Linked DNA regions of Mus musculus: region 2 is linked to region 1. Evidence: chromatin contacts called from public HiChIP or PLAC-seq data. All regions are on one chromosome and are shown on one strand. The core of a region is the stretch at or near the end of the contact, and the rest is flanking DNA. Distances in the headings are between cores, read along the strand shown.

Region 1 (7,457 bases), core at 3,467-5,966:
CAGGAGTGGTTCAAGCTGGTGCAGGAGAAGAACGCAATGGTGCGCTACGAGTCGGAGCTGATGATTTTGTGAGTAAGCCGAGATTTAGGGAGCAACTGCGGGGGTGCCAGTGCTCGGGGTGCGCCCCAGCTATATGCTAGTGCTCGGGGCGTTCCCCAACACACACAGCCATCCTAGTCTGCTAGGGTGAGGGAGCTGGCCTCCAAGTCACTGTTGCTGTGTCTCCCTGTCTCAGTGCCCGGGAGCTGGAGCTGGAAGACCGGCAGAGCCGACTACAGCAGGAGCTGAGGGAGCGGATGGCCGTGGAAGGTAAGCAGAGGGCACATGGGTGGGAAGGTGACGAGAGCCACTATCCCAGGCCATGCCTGATGCCTTCAGCCTCTCGGCAGATCACCTGAAGACCGAGGGGGAGCTTTCAGAGGAGAAGAAGATCCTGAACGAGATGCTGGAGGTGGTGGAGCAGAGAGACTCGCTGGTGGCCCTGCTGGAGGAGCAGCGACTGCGGGAGAAAGAGGAGGACAAGGACCTGGAGGCCGCCATGCTATGCAAAGGCTTCAGCCTGGACTGGTCCTGAGCCCGCCTGCCATTGTGTCTGGTAGATTGGCACCCACCTGACCCGGCTGCGTTCTCCCAAACCACCGGATTCAGGTTCAGAAGAGGCCTGGCATCCCTGGAGAAGCCGTGCTCAGACACCATGCCGTGGGAAAACCCCAGGTGAGGGGTATCATCTGAGGTGACAACACCTCTGAGGAGAGGCACCTTCCCCCACCCCAGACTTCCCACTCAGGAGGGAGGAGATGGGTGTGTTTGATGTGTGCCCCAGGGGGAAAACGCCTTCAGGTCTATGAGGGCTTGCTGCCTGGCACCTCTTTCAAGTGGCTCCTCTTCAGAGCCACTGCCACCACAGAGCACCTGCAGAGCAGAGCAGCCATTGCCCTCATGCTCCCTGAAGCACCACCAAAGAAAGTACAGAGGCACCTTCAGGAAAGGGCTGTGGATGGAGATCCAGCAGGGACAACCCCCCACAGGGGTAATGCTCACCCTGTCGGGGCAGGGGAAGTAGGCAGGTTCATTATGCAAGTCAGGAGGGCGCAGGAGGGGCCTGCCCCCCCACACACTGGATCCCCAGTGGCCAAGTGCCCCGGGCCTTTCACATGGACAGTGGCCTGAAGCCCGTGGATTGCTGTGTTTTGCTTTTAGTTCACAACCATTTTGACACTGGAAAGTATTGACTTTGGGAGAGCTGAAGGAAGCCCTACCTGTCAACCCCTCCCCCAACCCCACTACTTTTGACCGAGAGGCGCAGTCCCTGGTCAGCACCCACATCTGTACAGGAGATGGCTCTCCTTGGTGTTTTCCTGTGTTTGCACATTGAAACGAGACTGACAGCCTGGCCAGACACTCAGCCACTTCGGACCCTTTTTTTTTTTTTGTCAATTAACTTATTTTTTTAATACTTGAAAGTGAGCAATGTCATTTTTTTATACCTTTACTAAGAGACACTGCCTGTCACCTGCGCGTGGGAGTGGCAAGAAGGTCTTTGTACATCCCATGCAACCTGATGCAAAATTGCCCTGATTCTTGTTACACGCATCTATTTATTAGCCTTCTTAATAGTGTTACCGACCTGCTTGGCACCAGGGAGCAGCCCAGGGCCCTGTGGGTCCTTGTTCACAGCTTTGCCGTCCCCTCCTCTACCCGGCACCCTGTTCCTGTTGCCACTGGACTTTTCCAGGAGAATAGCCTCTCTGTATGGATGCATTTCGGAGCCAGGAGGCCAGGCCTCGAGACAGGTTGTTCTGGTCTTTTGGGAATCTTGGCTCTGTGGACCCCACTTTGTCCAATTTTGCTGCCAAGGTTTTACCTCCTGTACATATGTTAAAGGTTGAGGCTAGCCCCTCTTCATGCTTGCTGGGACCAAGTAGAGTGTGATGCTCAGCCCCAGCTAGACAGGAACATGTGTGCTGGTCTCACCTCAACATACCGGCCACTCCAATCTTCTCTGCCTATATCAGGATTTTCTTGGCCTGGCAGGAGCCAGTCAGCACCATGTAACTAGATCCATAAGCCAAGCTGTTCATTTCTCATGGTTCAGCCAGAGACCAGCAGTTGGAGCCAGGGTGCTTCTCCTTCAAAACAGCAGCCACCTATGGACCAGTCCATTGGTACCATACCAATCTGGAAAGGGCACGCCAGCTGGGCCTGTGGGAGGGGCCAGTGCAGACAACAGCCAAGGGCCCACACTGACCCTGGACTCCCCGTGGGAACCACACTGTGCCTCAACTTGAACATCCATCCACCCAACTCCAGAGGAGCAAACAGCTATCTTACTTCTCACCTTGCGCAAAAGCTGCCATCTCTCCTGTGGAAACCCAGATGTGCTGCTAGCAACCGCCACAGCGCTGACGTCATCACTTCCTGGACTCTGATATGGCGGCATCGCTATTTTTATTCCATCAGAGGAGGATGTTCTGGATTCTATTTTCAACCACAATCTGCCAATCAAACTGGACTTTGGACAGGACCTTCATCGCCTGTGTGGCCTTCTCCTTGACCCTGTCCTCCTCTGCAGTGCCACCGGCGGCAATCCCACGCAGCTCAGCCCTGTCATTCCTGCTAACCCAGAACAAGGAAACCATTTCCCGAGCGACTCAAGAAGGATGCAGGGGCACGCTGCATCTCTAGCTGCCTCTCAGAGCTCTGCACCAGATGTTCCCTTCCACCTCTGTCCTGGTCAGCCATGACGTGTTGATCTCTCCAAAGCACACGCTGCTTCCAGTGAAAGTGGGCAGAACACTTCGCAGGAGGGCCTCAGAAATCCACCAGCCTTGGGAGACGTCCCGCAGTTCTCCAGTCGTGACGACACGAGGACTTCAGAATCCCACAGAGCACTTTTTTTTTTAGGCTACCAGTTTGTAACCACTAGTTTGCAGTTGATTTCAGTGGCCCGGGAACGAGACGCGAAGTGTTCTCCACCTCTGGAAATGCATACAGCTCTGGTCATGCGTTCTTCCCAGGAATTATGTCTTCACTTGAAGGCAGGGAAGAGAGGGATGTATACACTTCATCCACACATACAGTGCTAGAGTGCTTTTGAGTAAACCCAAACTCAAGGCTAAGGACAGTACATGAGGCTCTAACCTCTGTCCCTGGAGCGCAAGCAGAAGGCAGCCCGTGGCTCCCAAAGAAGAGCGTGGCCAACCCAGGTTCTGACCCTGCTCAGTTGATATCTCTGCCTCCAACAGCCATCCTTAACGTAATTTTGACCAGCAGATGTAGACTTTAAAAAATAAGACATATGTCACTGGGACAGGAGAGTAGAGGTGGGGGCAACAAATCTTGGGGGCGCTGGGACTATAGCTCAGTGGTAGAATGTGTGTTCAGCATGCATAAGACCCACGGTTCAACCCCCAGTACCACATTTAAAAATTTTTTTCTTTTGAAAGATGGTAACATGACCCACAAGAGGGAATGGCTGGTTTATGCGCAATAAAGTTTTGTTTTGTTTCGGTTTTTTTTTTAAAGAAATGAAAAATGTATTTCTGAAGTCATTGTTCTGCTCTTGGCATTGAGCTAAGGCATACTTAGCACCTTCCTTTCAGGTGAGTGATACTGAACACAAATCATTTGGTGATTATCAGTGAGTGTATGCAGACAAGGATTCTCAGAGAATAGAGCTTTTCATTTGGTTTGTGATTTTTTTGAATCCCCTGTGTTATCCTGACTTAGCCGTCAGTAGCTGGGACTTGAGAATTCTCCATAGCAGCCCTGCTTAATAAGAAACACTGAGTAATGGCCAAGGCAACCAGAGCCAGTTTCTTAAGACAGGTGCTACTGTGGGGTGGATGGCGGCACACGCCTTCAATCTCAGTACTTAGGAGGCAGAGGCAGCTAGATCGCTGTGAGTTGGAGGCCTGCATGGTCTACGTTGTGAGTTCCAGGACCCTATCTTTAAAAAACAGACTGGTGTTGCTGAAATTCTTAAGGTCCCAATGGCAAACCAAGGCATGGTTCCAGCAAAGGTCATTCTGGGAGAGCAATGTTTATTGGGCTTCCCTACAGAGTAGAGGTTACTTATCAGGGTGTGGGCTCTCCCCACAGAAACACTTCACCTGGAAAGACTTTGCCCAGCAGAGATGAGGGCTTCCCTGTAGCCACATAGATAGAGCCTCTCTCCCCTGTCTTCACCCTCCCTGTATAACCAGCCCTGCCCCGAGGCCCAGTATGTATAAGGAAGACAGAGTTGTGTATAACAAGTAGTAGGCCACAACTGAGTACTGCGGGACTCTTCCCACCCCTCCATGACAAACCTAGCTGGGATGATCTTTTACAAGGGGGTGAAACTGAATTCCCCAAAATGGCAGTTATGTGGCCCAGAGGACCGTCACAGTCACCACAGCTGGATCACCAGCTGTTCCAGAGAGAAAGTCCACTGGTCAGGGGCCCATGCATAATGGGAGATGATAAAGTAGGGGGACTAGAAGTAGCCAGCCTTGGAGGGACTTACTGTACTCCGGGGTTCCCCACCACCATCACCACCACCACCACCCTGGCCCCAGAGGGTTTCACAGGAGATAAGGCTGAGGAGCAGGTGTGGCTCTTGGGTACACTTTCATTCCCAGGTGGCAGGAAACGGTAGTTTTAAGCAGGCAGTCAGAAACAGGCTCCTGAGAAACCACCACTCCTGGCCTCAGCCAGCCCAGCTGACTCCTGTCAGAAAAGCGGAGAGAAGAATGGCTATGTGCCTGTGTGAGAGGGTGTGTGGTAAGGATACTGCTCAGGCCTAGGCCAGCCTCAGACCATGGGGATGTGGCCCCCCAGCTGTATAGAGGTGGGACTGAGCACACAGATGCCAACTGCCTCCCCCCCCCACACACACACACTTGTTCCTTGCTGGAGAGGAAAGGTTTGGGGGAGCATGTAAGTATAGAGGCTCAGGAGAAGCTTCCAGACAAGGGGGCTTGGGCTCTGGAGAGTGTTATGGGAGCATCTTTTCTGTCAGGAGCCACAGAAGCCTGAGAACAGTGGGGGCCACCTCCCTCCTGACCCAGGAGAGGTAACAACAGCAAGTGGCTGTCCTCTGGAGGGTCTTTGAAGTTCAGAAAGGGTTTTTCTCTACAGAGGCCTCCAACAGAAGGCCATAAAACACTAACCTAGGGAGCCCCAGCCCATTCTTCCTCTTATAAAATAGATTTCACAGCAAGGTGGTATTTTTAATTCAGAGATCCATTTCCAGGCTCCCTCTGTCTGGTCTCCCAGACTGGTTATTGGCTCTGTTATAGAGACTGATCCCTATCATTGGTGAGTAGGCAAACCTCCCCCAGTAAGAGACAGCCCTCTGCTGTGAGCACCTTACTGCCCATGCGAGGTATCGAATGTTCTACAGAGGTTGAGGGAGGAGATGAGAAGGACAGGAGACGTGTGGAAGACTTGAGAAGTTTCTATTACACACACACACACACACACACACACACACACACACAGTGTAAATTCCACAACTCTTTAAAAAAAAAAAGAAAAATATTTATTTTGTTTTAAATGTTGTGTATATGTGTGTCTGTGGGTCTATGAACGTCAGTACAGGTGCCAGCAGTAACTAGAGAGGTCAGAGGCCCCTGAAACTGGAGCTGCAGCTGGAGTTGTGAGCTGCCTGCCATAGGCTGGGAACTTAATTTGGGTCTTCTGTAAAAGCAAGTGCTCTTCACTACCAAACCATCTCTCCAGCCTGAAGTTACACAGTTCTTATATAGAAATTTGGGGGGTTAATCTAAAAATACTGGATCCTGGCTGGAAAGGGCACTGCATTCAGGTGCACACACCCCACACACAGATATATCACACACAGTTTAAAGTAATAGAAATAACTTGCTTGCTCTTGCAGAGGACCTAAGTGTGATTTCCAGCATGCACATCATGGCAGCTCACAACCATCTGGAACTCCAGTTCCAGGGAATCTGGCATCCTCTTCCTGGCTTCCAAGGGCCCCAGGCATGTATGTGGTGTGCACACAAGCACGCAGCCAAACCAAAGTAAATAATGTTCAGTACGAATCTCTGAAACACTGAAATCACGCGTGTGCGTGTTCTGGATGATTTAAACAGGCACAGCTTAAAAAGTAGAGTGCCGGTCAGTCTTGCACAAAGCCGAGTGCTTCAGAAACCCAGGCGTGATGGCCCACACCTCGCCCGGTACTTGGAAGGGTGAGAGGCAGGAGGACCAGAAGTTGAAGGAAGTTCATTCTTGGGTACGTAAGCAAATGTGAGGTCAGCTTGGATGACTTGAGAACCTCCGTCAAAATCAAAAAGGACAAAGAAATAAATAGAAGTCATCTCAAGTCCGATGGACCTTACCTCGCCAGCAGCTAAGTCAGGCCATCCATATCCAAACATCCCTGGTCAGCCCCCAGGCTTCAAGGTCACCATTTCCTTCGGAGTCTGGTATCGGGCTGATTCAAGGGGCCAGCACCACTCACCAGTCTGAGGGATCTTCCAAACAGATGTAGACTGGCTGCTTTTCCCAGGACCACAGCGGTCCTACAGCAACCATGAATCAGGGTCCTGTGAGGTTCCCATTCCTGATTCAGACCCTGCCTTCAGCAATGTAGGAAAGGGCCACCCTGACACAGGCCCTTTTATTTGCTGTCTTTCTTTCTGGAAGCTGAAAGCCAATAGTGCAGCCATTAAGATGGCTCAGATTTAGTAGGCAGAAGCAACCCTGTTCAGTCTTCCAACATACAGTAGGAAGAAAGCTGACCTCTACATACTGTCCCTCATGCACCCGTAAATAAATGCAAATAAATTTTAAAATACTCTTTATTATTTTTAATTGTTATTAGCATATATTATATAATGTGTTTTAGTATCCTATATATAGGATATATACAGGTATGATATATATGTACTTGTATACATATATACAGATGTATATAACATAGATATTATATATAGGTTATATATATCATATATTTAATTGTGAGCCCATGATTTAAAACTCCTTTGCCTCCAAGGCAGTGGAGGCTTCACCCAGGCCCTTCTTGTTCTTATGTTCACTAATGATGATCCTTTGAGTCTCTGTACCTCTCCAGGAGGAAATGTTTTATAGGTCACTTGGCCCTGTAACATGAAGAGCTCTAGGGATCTGATTTGGCGTCGGCCCAGCCTGGCTACTATCCAGCTGGCTGATCTTGAACTTAGCTCTCTATCTCCTAAGTCTTTGCCCCATCAAATGGTGGTGGGACAGAAAAGAGCCAATGGCACTTGCTGTGTACTGTGTGCCCCCCCCCAGGCTCTGAGTCACAGTCACATGCCAGTCTGGCCCTGCTCAGAGCCCAACCCAGAAGCTGTCCCTGCTCACTTTCTTGGAATTCCCCAGGACATCTGGATCCCAAGGCAGAGAGTGAAGGAGAGGAAGGAAACCAGGGTTCGGATTTGATGTCATAAAAGAACTATGGACAGAAA
Region 2 (6,482 bases), core at 3,816-6,315, 200 kb before region 1:
CCTTGGATTCGCAGTGATGCTCCTGCTGTCTCCTGGGTGCTAGTTCTCTGATGTCCACCTCCCAGCTGCACCCCAAAACACTTTTTAAAAACAGCAACAACAGGCTTTATGAAGCTTTGGTAGCCTTAAACTCACTGGGTATATTATAGCTGAGGATAACTTTGACTTCTGATTCTCTTACCGGCACCTCCTAAGTACTGGGATTACAGGTACACTGTCATGTCCCCTGGTTTTGTTTTGTTTTTTTCCTATATTTCCCAAGTTTTCTAAGATAACCATTTCATTTGGGGATGGGTGGAGTCTCGCTATGTATCCCTGCCTGGCCTGGAACTTGCTATATAGACTAGACTGACCCTGGACTCATAGAGAGCTGTTTGCCTCTGTATCCCAAGTGCTGGGATTAAAAGCATGTGACACCAATCTTGGTTCAAATTTAATTAAAAAAAAAAAAAAAGGTATAGATAAAAAACATAAGGAAAGGCGGAGAGATGATCAGACTCATGATACTCTAGGTAGGAATTCTAGGTTTAGCACTTACCCTGCTCTGTAAAAGTCACTCAGTCACATGCAAGTCACTTATCGTTTGTGCTCATAGGCCTTTTATCTGTAATTAGTAAATGTAAATGTTTATAGGCTGACAAGAGGATTACATGGTAGAACCAAGGAAGGCCAGGGATGCTTTGTCAGAAGGTAGTAAAAACGGGTTCCCTTCCCTTTTTCTAGACCGGGAGCGAAGCACCTGCTCACTCCCATGAGAAGAGACAGAGCGGGGATCCCCTGAGCCACAGCCCCCAGATTGTCAACTCCAAACCTCGCACTGACACCTATGGAAATGCAGAAACCTCTCTGCGATGATAAAAACCAAAGAATCCCCAGCGAGAACAAGCAAGATCCTCTTTCTCACTGAATCATGAGTCAAGGGTCAGTCCTCTTCTGAGAGCTCTCGATGAACCTTCTGCTTTCTCCAACTGAGCCTCAGCCAGCCTGGAACTTGCTATGAAAACCAGGCTGAGGTCAGTGACCTCAAAAACAAAATCCCATGGGGCTCCCCTCCTCTCTTGACTACAATGCCACATCTGTATTGTGTGCATGCTCACAGGAATGTGTTTAATCATCCTGTCTTCCATCCAACTTGCTACAGTGTTATTGGTAGATTTTTTTTTTCCCCCAAGTTCCATGAGCCACAACGATGCAGGGAGCTGTTTGGAAACTTGACAGACACCACTCAGGGTCCAGCATCAAGGTGTGCTCCCAGAACTGGAGAGGCATAGAAATTGAACCCTAGAAGGGGCTCTTCAATTTTAACCCTAGGTAGGGAGCCAGGTGTCAATCTCCATGGTCCCTGCCACCTCATCCAGTGCTCATCAAAGTCCCAAAAGGAGATGGATTCTAAATGCCCAAATTCTGAAAGTTGAAATCCTCAAAAGTCAAAATTTCTAAAATTACAATCCAAGGAATGTGTAACTGGAGGACCTGGGAAGCAGGGGCAGGAAGATCAGCAGTTCAAAGCCAGTCTGACTACAGGAGTCTCTATCTCAAAACCAGCTCGTGGTAATGCACACTTCTAACCCCAGCACAAGAGGCAAAGGCAGACAGAACTCTGAGTTTGAGGCCAGCCTGGTTTGCATGGCAGTTCCAGGCCAGTCAGGGCTACACAGTGAGACTTTGTCTCAAAACAAAAACGAAAGTCAAAGGACACAAAAGAAAAAGAAGGGCAAGGCGTGGTGGTGCATGCCTTTAATCCCAGCACTCAGGAGGCAGAGGCTGGTGGATTTCTGAGTTTGAGGCCAGCCTGGTCTACAAAGTGAGTGCCAGGACAGCCAGGGCTACACAGTCTGGAAAAATAAAAAAAATAAAAAAATAAAATTAAAAAAAAAAAAGGAGAAAGAAGGAAGGAAGGAAGATTAGAAATCCTGAAAGTCAAAACTGTACCTGATGTAATAGATGTATCTAGGAGTGTAGAAAGCTAGATTCTGAGACCAAATCACTGCATTCTTGGATGTACACAAAACAATTGTCGAATTATTTTCTTACTACTCTCTACTCTTTCACACAACACCATGCTGCCTTCAAAAGATTGCCCCTTAGCTGGTTATAGCGATACACAATCTCTGCATTCAGGAGACAGAGGCAGGAGGATGGGTTTGGGGGTCAGCCTCAAGAGCCCCGCCTCAAGAAAAAGAAAAGGTCTTTTCACACCTTATAAGTGAATAAAAAGAACTCAGCAAGCCCATTGGCATTCTGAAGCAAAGATTCCAGCTGACACAGGGCTCCCTCCCTCCCTGTGAAGCAAGGTAAAGGGTAAACTAGTCTCAGTCAGGGATTTGACTGTCAAAGCAGAGAGCCCTCTTACATTTCTTAACAAATTTGCATAGAAGAACTAGCCCCTGCTTCACACTTGGCCAACATGTGTCCCCACTGTTTTTTTTTTTTTAATCAGATATAAACAATTCATGTCCCACAGATCTGAAAATTCTGAAACTTATTTCCCTAATCACGCATTAATGACTATATAGCAAATCATTTAATACGTGTGTGTGTTTGCTTAATTTTGTAGAAAAAAAAAAAGAAAAAGGAGGGAACATTCCATATGTATCTCGAAACCATGATAGATTTGGAATCAGGAATGAGCAAGCATTTGGTAAATGAAGTTCAAGAAATTACCAATAAAGTTTATTTTTGTCCCATCCAGTCCAATAATTGTGTTTGGTGGAGAGGTCAGATGACTGAGGGAAGAGAGATGAAAACGTCATGTAAACAGGCTTCATTTTGCTCAGCACTCTTGTGACAGAGGCAAGAAAACTTAAGTTTGAGACCAGCCTGGGCTACCCAGACTCTGACTTTAAAAGAAGGAAAAAGCCAGAAGGTGGTGGTACATGCCTTTAATCCCAGCACTCGGGAGGCAGAGGCAGGAGATATCTGCGAATTTGAGGCCAGCCTGGTCTACAGAGTGAGTTCCAGGACAGCCAGGGCTGTGTGGAGAGACTCCCAGAACAAAATAAAGATCATTTATCTACATTGGCATTCCATCCAGCTGATGGAATTCCAGGAGCTTTTAATGAATTAAAAGCTGCATTAGCCTGAAGAAGCCAGCCAAGCTTCTAACTGGTTGGAAAATAATTACAGGCACAGTAAGGCAGGAAGCCACGTAGGCAATACTATTACCGCTCACTCACCAGGTTTGTTTCTGCCAGCCTGTGGTCTGTATATGAGAACGTGTGGAACAGGTGCCATATGCCCAAAACAGCCCAGAAGCAGGCCTGGGAGATGGGAGCATTTAATAGGGAATGCTCTTGTCGGTGTGTATAAAATCATAGAGGAATTTTCAAAAGAGCCATGCTGGATGGAAAATGGATGGGGCTGGGTTATCCCAGGAGATCTCTAAGCATCACCACGATGCAGGATCTTATAGTTAATGATCATGGAAGTTAGCCAGCTTTTGTGGACTACCGCTTTTGATCTATGTTTAATTCATTAATTTTATTTATTTTGTGGGGGAGTATTAGGAGTACTCTGACCTCCTAATGGAACTTGGGGTTCCATTCTCTCCTACCATGTGGGTTCTAGAAACCAAAATCAGGTTGTCAGTCTGAGCAGTAAGTACCTTTCTTTGCTGAGTCCTCATTGCCCCCTTGAATCTCTCTCTCTCTCTCTCTCTCTCTCTCTCTCTCTCTCATGTGTGTATGTATATATGAGTGTTTCTCCTGCATGCATATCTGTGCACTAGGTACATGCCATTGTCCATGACGTCTAGAAGAGGGTATTGGAACCCCTGGAGCTGGCGTTACAGATGGTGGTTAACTACCGTGTAGGTGCTAGGGATCAAGCCTAGATTTTTGGAAGAGCAGTCAATGCTCTTAACCACTGAGCCTTTGCTTCAGTCCTTTAACCTTCTGTTTCCTTTTATTTTGTTTCGTTTGGAGACAGTGTCTCACTATTAAGCTCCAACTGTCATAGAACTCACTCTGTAGACCAGGCTGGCCTCAAACTCACAGAGATACACCTGCTTCTGTCTCCCAAGTGCTGGGATTAAAGGTGTGCACCATTACATCTGGCTTAATCTGTTCTTGAAGTACACTTTTTTTTTTGTCCAATTTCTTTTTAACTTTTTGTTTTTGCTTTTCTGTTTCCCTCATTGTTGGATACAGAACTCTTACATAGTGAATAAGAACCCCATGTCCTGAGTTGCTTCCCCAGTTCTTCACTGAAAAAATTTTTCTCTCTAGTATTTTAGTGTTGTTTTTGTTTGTTTGAGGGTCAGGAGTTCAAAGTCACCCTTAACTATTAATATACAGTTCAAAGCCAGCCTTCCATATTTAATGAGACTCTTGCCTTTTAAAAAGGAAAGAATAAAAAGAAATAAAATTGTTTTCCAGAATAATTATATTGTTAAGGTGTTAATCTTTCAGGGTTTAGAATTTAGAGATATTTTATCACTTAGGATTATGGCCTTTGGATTGAGTCTTTGGGGATCAAAGCCTGCGTTCACGATCAAAATTAACATTGTAACAAGAACAACTTAATTTGATAAGCATTTTCTAAGACAACTTTGTATCTTTGATCCTAGGGCTCAAAGAGGTTAAATGACCCTCCCATTAGCATCCTTTGCTTGGTCCCTTCTCTAGCTCCCCGGAGCTCGCCCGCGGCTGGCACCCGCTGGGAGTTCTGTTTTCAAGAGCAAGCCTAGCAAACATTCTGTTCTGTGTGCAGCGGGATCCTCTGGGGCAGGGCGCCTGGGATAGTGCTGGAATTTCTAATCCTTATGATGTTCCTGTGTGTGTTGACTGGGGAGGGAAAAGAGGAGAAAAAGGATAGCAGGGGTAGTTCGGGTTTGGATTTAGGTTTGAGTCGAAAGAACGATTTATCTGTGCTGGAACTTCATTTCATTTGGGTCACTTGAGGCTCAACCGATGCCCAGGAGAGAGGCCAACGCATCATCGCTTATCCGTTACCTTTCCTCCACAGCCTTCCCCAGCCACCAGGGTAGGCGCCTGCTCCTGGTTACCGTGGCAACCGCGAGGAGCCCTAGACAGCTCTGCTACGGCACTTTCTGCAGCCCTAGCTGAGATGCAGCGGTGAGGGAGGACAGACAGAGGCAGACCCCGGGTTCTTCGTTCCTTCTTCGCTGCTCCGATGAAAGAAGTGTGCCTCGGGGCTTCTGAGTGAGAACCTTTGATGGGATTCTAGCTGGAAGGTGGAGTCACCACACTCAGGATGCATGCAGCCACAACAGCAGCACCTGTGTCCTGAGGACCAGCCAATCTGGGGAGGCAAGCTCTCACCGGCGAGGAAGATGCGGGTGTGAAGCCCCAAGTCCGTAAGTACCACCAAATCTCCCCTTGGGTGAGCAAACCCCTTAAAGAAAAAGGTTCTGTGTCTTGATTGACGCCTTTAAAAATATTTATCACATCTTTCAATTGTTTATGCCTTGCTTTGCCTTTCTGACATATGTGGGATTCTTGGAACAATTCTGTCTGCCTTTAAACGCATGGCTCTCTTAAGCAGTGGGAGCTACACCCGGGTATCCTTGTCTCCTTTACCGCACAACGCCCCATCAGCGGATACCGTGCACCATAAGCACACGCCCCAAAGACTGAGAAACACAGCGCTCAGTTTCTTAGCCAATACCGTCCAATTTTCTTTATTCTTTAACACCCCCCCACAACCCCCACCAAAGAAATAACATCCCTAGGCAAGCCAGTGGTATGCCAGTCGGAGGACTGCCCGGGGATCCTCACGACACCGTGTCCTTCCTGCAAGCTCAATGTGAATCCATTAGCTCATCCACAGGCGACAATTGTTACACTCGGAGGGACATTCATTTCGGTCCAGTAGAGGGCGCCGGCGCTCGCCTCCACAACCGGGTAAACAGGCCAGAGATGCCATCCCCACAAGCACAGGCATGCACGTGCCCCTGGCTGCGGAGGACTCGGCGCAAGTCAGCCTCTGTCGAGCGTTAACAAAGGGATGGTTATGTTGGTTCCCCTCTGGAAGTCAATGGAAGGGCGAAAAGAGACTTTCGGAGCACTGCGTTTGTTTCAGAACCGAGGGAGCATGTTTCCAGGGCAAAGTACTTTCTGTATATTCGTCAGGTCCTCTCCCCCCCCCACCCCCACCCCCGTCAACCCCTCCTCTCCCACCTCCCACCCCCAATCTATTCTTGCCTAGCCATGGCACTAGGACGAAGTGTTTAGAATGTATCGCGTTGGAAAGACAGGAGAAAAGGGGGAGAGACCTAGATGGAATGAGCGATAAAGGGACGGCTGCACTGCTGGCCCCTGCAGTAGTCCGCCCTAGCTACTGGGGTCTTCCCAAGTGATTCTAAAGCACCGAGGTTGCCCGCCACCATTCTAATCAGGATGACGTATACAGGTGAACTCCGTACGCTGCTGCTGGAGGGCGGGGTATATTGTTTTTGTGATGCGCGACTAGCCGCTGTGTGGAAGAAAGCATGCAGGAGCCGAGGCTGGACCTCGGCAGGC

What was found. HiChIP or PLAC-seq counts read pairs in DNA pulled down with a chosen protein or histone mark.
Region 2: an H3K27ac HiChIP or PLAC-seq map of double positive thymocytes shows a contact between it and region 1, with 4 times the contacts expected there. The contact joins the promoter of Mical3 here to the enhancer-like site in region 1. A contact is called at or near these places in 1 of 39 promoter capture datasets (embryonic stem cells), 1 of 15 datasets of contacts at CTCF or cohesin (pro-B cells), 18 of 115 datasets of contacts at active chromatin or transcription factors (the NIH/3T3 cell line, T-cell acute lymphoblastic leukemia, bone marrow-derived macrophages and 12 more) and 4 of 9 other capture datasets (adipose tissue, embryonic stem cells, liver and 1 more).

What each region holds. Positions count from the first base shown.
Region 1 is chr6:120,927,785-120,935,241 of GRCm38.p6, reverse strand. Mical3 (microtubule associated monooxygenase, calponin and LIM domain containing 3) reads left to right here. Exons shown (of 32, transcript NM_001270475.1): 30 at 1-68; 31 at 236-309; 32 at 390-3,696. The coding sequence ends at 574. Among named protein-coding and RNA genes, the nearest start is that of Bid, 15 kb to the right of the region's middle. Within about 2 kb of position 4,716, at least 42 of the 459 cell types and tissues checked have an H3K27ac peak or open chromatin away from gene starts, as enhancers often do. A contact at or near this core is called in T-cell acute lymphoblastic leukemia and double positive thymocytes, where this site is marked.
Region 2 is chr6:121,129,605-121,136,086 of GRCm38.p6, reverse strand. It overlaps Mical3 (microtubule associated monooxygenase, calponin and LIM domain containing 3), which reads left to right and starts at 5,065. Exons shown (of 32, transcript NM_001270475.1): 1 at 5,065-5,317.